Linked DNA regions of Zea mays: region 2 is linked to region 1. A link is a contact called in public Hi-C data. All regions are on one chromosome and are shown on one strand. The core of a region is the stretch at or near the end of the contact, and the rest is flanking DNA. Distances in the headings are between cores, read along the strand shown. Region 1 holds the start of LOC100280442. Region 2 overlaps LOC103626482 (callose synthase 3).

What was found. Hi-C and Micro-C count contacts between places; a contact is called where the count stands out from the background.
Region 2: a contact with region 1 is called in a Hi-C map of tassel, with 7 times the contacts expected there. The contact joins the enhancer-like site here to the promoter of LOC100280442 in region 1. A contact is called at or near these places in 5 of 25 Hi-C or Micro-C datasets (bundle sheath, ear, leaf and 1 more) and 1 of 3 datasets of contacts at active chromatin or transcription factors (leaf).

What each region holds. Positions count from the first base shown.
Region 1 is chr5:66,040,042-66,043,184 of Zm-B73-REFERENCE-NAM-5.0, forward strand. It overlaps LOC100280442, which reads right to left and starts at 1,813. Exons shown (of 6, transcript NM_001153363.1): 1 at 1,567-1,813; 2 at 980-1,105; 3 at 769-880; 4 at 621-682; 5 at 148-498; 6 at 1-50. The coding sequence starts at 1,584.
Region 2 is chr5:66,208,249-66,211,411 of Zm-B73-REFERENCE-NAM-5.0, forward strand. It overlaps LOC103626482 (callose synthase 3), which reads right to left. Exons shown (of 41, transcript XM_008646894.3): 38 at 2,363-3,163; 39 at 2,228-2,278; 40 at 1,954-2,139; 41 at 1,346-1,873. The coding sequence ends at 1,625. Among protein-coding and RNA genes, the nearest start is that of LOC103626481, 61 kb to the left of the region's middle. Within about 2 kb of position 1,558, at least 9 of the 20 cell types and tissues checked have an H3K27ac peak or open chromatin away from gene starts, as enhancers often do. A contact at or near this core is called in ear and tassel, where this site is marked.

The DNA of each region.
Region 1 (3,143 bases), core at 563-3,062:
GATGAATCTTCTTCAGACAGCTCACCATCACTGTTGTCCTGCTTTGATTCCTGTAATTGAAACATACCAAGCCGCATAAGCAAACATGTTCACGTTTCAGGTTACACCCATTTCGAAAGACGACCCACAGGATGAATGTTTCCTTACCTGATGGGATCGGTCTTCTATTTGCTGAGTGAGCAAATTTTCCTCCCCATTCACTATCTCAGGGACATTATTCCCATCATCTGATGACGCAGGAGACGTGCCCCCAGTTGATGGGTTTGATATTGATGAACCAAAAGCATCCGACTGCATTGCAGATAACACCGAGACAGGCGAACCATTCTCTTGGTCAGAACCAGATGGTGATGAAACAGGAGCATTCTTCGGTTCGCCCATTGGAGCATTTGTCACGGTGGAGTCGGCACACTTGCGAGGGTATGGGTGCAGTGGTTTTCTCTTTGGCCTAGGGGGTGGGATCTCAATTGAATTACTGGCCCCAGGTTCACGCACGACCTGCGTAGTTAGCTCAGAGTTAGCTTCTAGATAATCTCACTGTGCAAGCATATGTGATGGTAAAATACTGTGAATGCAGTGACAGCAGCTAAATTGAGCACAGCCACATGAGGGTTAAGCACCTTGGAGAAAAACTTCTGAGCATGGCTCCGAATCTGGACAGCAGTCTTTGTGCCAATGTGTTCTAATAAACGGCAGTTTGGAGGACAAATCAGAGAACTAATCATCAGCGTGCTCTAACGTAGGGTCACATGTAAAGCCTGCACGCACCTTGTATCTGGCGCCAAGACCGACCATAGAGCTTCAGTGCCTCCAGGAACTTCCCATGCTCTTCCTCTGTCCACTTCTCTCGCTGCTTCGTGATCGTGTAAGGCTTCCGAACCTACTTGAATCAAGGCAGGTGCCCATTAGTTGGCATGGTGAGCTGGTGACAGTGCTGTACGCTCACACTGATCTCAAAAGTGGGACAATAAATGGGTACCTTGACAGGGTAACCGTCCGCCCCCTCCTTGGGTTGCGTTGCATCATCCACCAGGGGTGATTCGACAGCATCCGACCGCAGCCTTTTGTCAATCGACAAGGCAGGTGAATCCAACGCGTCCCTTTCCTGTAAGGAACAACAGGAAACAAGTATTTAGTGATCGTCCCTCAACAGGTCAAAGCCATGCCAGATTCTACTTCTACCATGCATAAATGTCCAGATTTGAGCTCCCAGTGCTCCGGATCCCGCAAACGACATCAACTTAAGACATGTAATGGTGGTGGTAATAATAGGATGGGTGGGAACTGTTGGATTGATTGGAAGACAAGTTGCGATAGTGCTGTAAAAAAGGGGAACGAGTACAGCAAATTAGCTAAACACATGTTACGTGTTGGTCATCTCGTTCTAGTAGAACTCTCTACGGGTGCCATGATTGGCGTGCAACAGACAGGAAGGAGAAGCGTCTAGAAACAGCACATTTTTTTAAGAGGGTGATGAGATATTGGCATTAAAAAACTATTTTCAACACCGGCAGGCGGCAGGGAAGGATCAAGTGGAGGAGGGAAAGGGAGGAGACAATTGCATACCTGCGCCATGGACTCCATGAGGCGGGCCCGGAGCTCAAATCTCCGGATTCACCTTGGTAGGCTCTTCTTGCGCACGGAGAGCCCAGCAGAGGAGCAGCCGGCGGTCGAGGTCGTGGAAATTCGGTCCCTTCTCCGGCCGGGATCCGTCCAGAAAGCACAAAAAAATCGCTTCTTTGCCGGCCAGAGAACGAAACTCAGCACGGCCAGCCGCGGGGCGAGTCCGGAGAGCCGTGAGGAACGGAGGGAGGGGAGGAGGACGCGGCGGAGAGGAAGCGGTGGAGTCTCGCTCTGGCTGGCAAGGGCAAGGAAATGGAAATGGCGAGAGGAAGGAGAGGGGTGGGAGCGGCGAGATTTCTGGGGGCGAAGGGAGGGGAGGGGAGGCGGGCCACGTCGGCCGTGGGCCCCGCCTGTCAGGGCTGGAAATTTCGAGAAGGGCCAGGGATCGAGTGGCTGGGGAGGCCCCGGGAGGGGAGGGCCCACCTCCGCCCTCTGCGGATATTTTACGTTCTGACCCCTCTGTTTTCCCTTTTGAGATAGAGGGTCTCTTTCTCTTTTTTTTCCCCATTTTCTCAGGGTGGTTTTGTTTATCTATAGCATTGTATCGAAATTAAATATTTCATTGAGCCTCATTATAAATTTAGAAGTTTGTTCTGAAAATTTGAGAAGTGGAGTGAAGTGATTGGAGTGGATAGGAAGGTTTCCACGTGTTGACAATAGGGCACGAAGCAGCGTAGAGAAAATAAAAGAGAAAACACCGCAAATATCTGCGGCCGTTCAAATAGCAGATATTTTTTCCGCGGATAAACCCGGACCGTTTTCTCGTTACTAGATAAGAAAAAGGAAACGAACAAGAAAGAAGGATAAATTCCTAGCTGTGTCGTGTCCACAAGAAATTCCAAGAGCATTTCCTCTCTTTTTTTGTAACAGAAAAGTAAAATAATATAGGAAGTGCACCGTGCTGTGCTGTGCTTGTGCAGGGAAAGAAAAGAAGAATATCCGTGGCCGCAAAAAGCGTGGCCACAAGTATTTCTCGCTGCGCTTTTTCGGCGCCACGTCACGCGGCCAGCTTCGAGGCCCAGAAAGATCCTGCGGCGGGGCCCACACCACCCACCCCACCCCAACTTGTGGCCGTCGTTAACGTTACGCTGCCAAAGCATCCCTGGCCACAAGTTTTCTTCTTCTTCTTTTTTTCCTTTTGGTTTTTATTCTCCTTTTTTAATACCTTAGGTAGTACTAGTAGGGGTAAAGACTTAGAGTGATGTGCAGAGCTTAGCTAATGTCCTTTGATAATTAGCAAGCCTTTCATTTCCATTTCGATTTTTTTCCACTCAAGGCATATGAATTGTTTTTTTTTCCTTCCCAAAAACAAATCCTACGAGAGAGTGGATCGATCTTTTTTTGGGCATAGAAGCAGTAGACGGATTTAGACTGGACCATATAAACCGAGCAACAGCGACCTTGATCCAACTAAAGCCTGCTCATCAGAGACAGCGACGTGCGCCCTTCTTCCAGCCAAAGAATTTGAGCTGCAACCAGAACCATCTGTCTGGAATTGCAGGGCCGAACCGAATGTATCA
Region 2 (3,163 bases), core at 308-2,807, 170 kb after region 1:
GCCGCTGAGCATAAGAAATTAAAAGATAACATAAATAAGTTGGACGAGGAGATCCAACAACAAGATCAAGTGCTCAAGGTTGCAAAGTGGTACCTCTCGCACTTCAGGGTAGATTTCTACCAGAAGGTCGTCCGATAGAGAAAAATAAATGTCAATTATATGGTAGCCGTGCTACAGCAGCTCCCCACGGTATGTGATGTCAAATCAGTCGATGATATTCATTCTATTAAAATTTCTTTTGATAATCAAATTAAAAGTATTACAAAGGATATAGAGAAGATAGCGCATGCATCAGGAAAAACTCACATGTCCAATTTTTTATCACGTAAATTGGGCATCGAAACAATTGCGCCAAAAACATCGGTAACAAATGGGTTTCCAAGCCATATTCTGGTATGTTGGTGGACTCATATCCCGGACGACTGTCACCGCCATCTTCACTAAACGGTAGATCGACTCTGAGCATGGCCAGGCCGCCCACACACGATCTCGGACCGTTCGGTCCTCCGATAGACACCCTACGTCGGATAGTCTGGAGTCACACAGAGCCCATCACAAGGGTCGCAGGCGTTGCCCGGCGCGACCAGACAGTCTAGGAATAGTACTGGACTGTCCGATCCACTTGCAGACCGTCCAACTACACAGGTTGAAGCACCATAATCCACCTGTGATCGCCCAAGTACTATAGCCTCAGCCCACAACACATTGTTATTTTATTTTAGAATTAACTACTTCATATTAATTCGTTGACACCTAAAAATCGTACAACACAATAATTTTATTGAATAAAAAAATCACGAATTGCATAGTACTTAAAAAGTTACATAATAATTAGAAAAAATTACATGAGATAAAATAGTGTGGGAAAGGAGCTCCAACCATGTGAAAGTATTTATAGATGGATTAGAAATAAAATTTATGTTTTTTTTTTATAATTTTTGAACTCCTAACAGTTAGTACGCGTAACACTGATGTCGGACGCGTGGACCGATTAGAAGAAACTAACAAACTGTCGACCGGACCAACGCGCCAACACGAATGAGTAACCGGGAACTAGGAACTTGCCACGTTTCTCGTTCCGTTCCGAGTTCCGTCCGGGAACGTGAGAGCAATCTCGTTCCAATAGTGTTAAATCCTAGTTTTTATAGCATACCGCGTACCACGTTCCCGTTCCTCGATTCCATCCATCGATCCGGAATCCTGGTTACTAACGCTCTCGCCACCCATTGGAACGAGCCTAACTAAACCTAAAGGGGGCGACCGACATCCCAACTTTAATCTGACTACTTAGTCGTAAGCCAGCTAATAAACTAATTGTTAGCTGTAAGTTAGCTAACTATTAGCAGAGCCTAATTATAGTTTCAACATTTGGATGTCAGATACTGGCCATTGCACCAGCAAATCTCAGATCTTCCAATCCAAAAGACCATAGCAATCCTGATACATACATATACATAGGGACCCTAATATTCTCTGAACCTACATACGCATACATACATACATACTACTGGTGCTAGGTGCGACACACACATACATACATACGGACCCTAATATTCTCTGAACCTGATAGACCGCTCCAGGACGACATAACTCCCGATAGACGGACCTTCAATCAGCAGCCCTACTACTCCTTGCTCCGCGTCCCTCGGTCTTTCTTGTGTCCTCCCAGGATACGGGAGATCTGCAGACCTCTGCTGAAGGCCTGGTTGAACAGCATCCTGGTCTGGAACTCGGACACGAACGGGAACCAGGCAAGGAAAGCAATGGGCGTGAACAGGAGAAGCCCCATTAGGATCTCGTAGCCCCGGGCAAGAGCCTTGATCGACCCCCACAGCCCGATCTTTTGAATCACAGGCCTGATAGCTTGGGCAATCTGCAGCACAAAGCGGCCAACAATAATTGAGTAGATTGGACAATGGAGAGGAGGACTACAAAACATGCTCAACTACTAACCAGGAGCAAACCCCATCCAGTGGGCATGAAGGCAAGGATGCAAACAAAGATGTCCAGAACCGTCATGCCAGGGATTGCTATTAGGATTACCACGATGGCTGTAAAAGTTATAAATATGAGACCCTTGATCAGCCGGAACACTAGCTGGAACTCTGCACTGAACCTCCTCCTCCCCACTGATACGGTCTGCAAAACAAAATACAACTGTGAGTCATGCTTGCAGCTAGAGACAGTGGTAACGAAACCTGTTATCCTTCATAACAATTTAATTTACCTTCATAACGAGTAAAACAACGAAAATTACAACCCATGAGAAGCAATAAACCTGGAAAAGAGCATTAGTTAGAAAGACTGCACCAGCACAAAGCAGATGAGACCAACCCAATGTTAAATAAGACGAGTATATTACCAGCACACTCTGGTTATCCTTGGTTATCTTCTTCGTTATATTCAGATGATACACGAGTCCATATTGATAGATAAAGAAACGCAATGCAAGCAGTATTTCAACAATAGTACCACGCTTCCCAGAGTAACGAAGGGGCTCCTGCTCTTTTTCCCACCATGACTCCCAGCTTTTCTCTGGTGCCACACCAATACCTCCACGATTGCTGATCCACTTGTGCCAATCAGTCCAGTCATCCACAATCTTCTGCCACTCAAATCCAGAAGGATTGAACAGGAATGGTGCAAAGAGCCAAGTGCCCACCATGAACCACATGGATACGGTGATGAAGATGTAAGTTATAGCCCCTCTATATGACTGACCAAATATTTCATACACAACTAGTAGAATCATCAGCTCAAGGCCCTTGACAAAATGGCTACGGGAATAAAGTCGATAGTTCTCAGCAAATTTGGCATGGAACACCACAAACCCACGTCCAGTGGCTCTGTATTCCGCTCCTCCATGGAGTAACGTCCTTCCGTAGTAGTGAGTTTTTGTTCCCAACGAGAATGTGAAGAAAACAGAGGCCAACTGAAGCTGCATCAGTATAAAATCACTCAATGCAGTTCTGAATCCTCTCTCCAAACCGATTTCCATCATCATGGGCAGCGCCATCAAAAATCCAAGTTGCACAAAAGACTCTGACGCAAGAGCAACCTGGAGAGGTGTATTGTGCACAAACCTCTTTCCAGTAGCCAGTGCTTCATCGAGTCCACTAAGTACAAGATATAGCCGGCCGTAGAGGAAAACATATACAGTCCA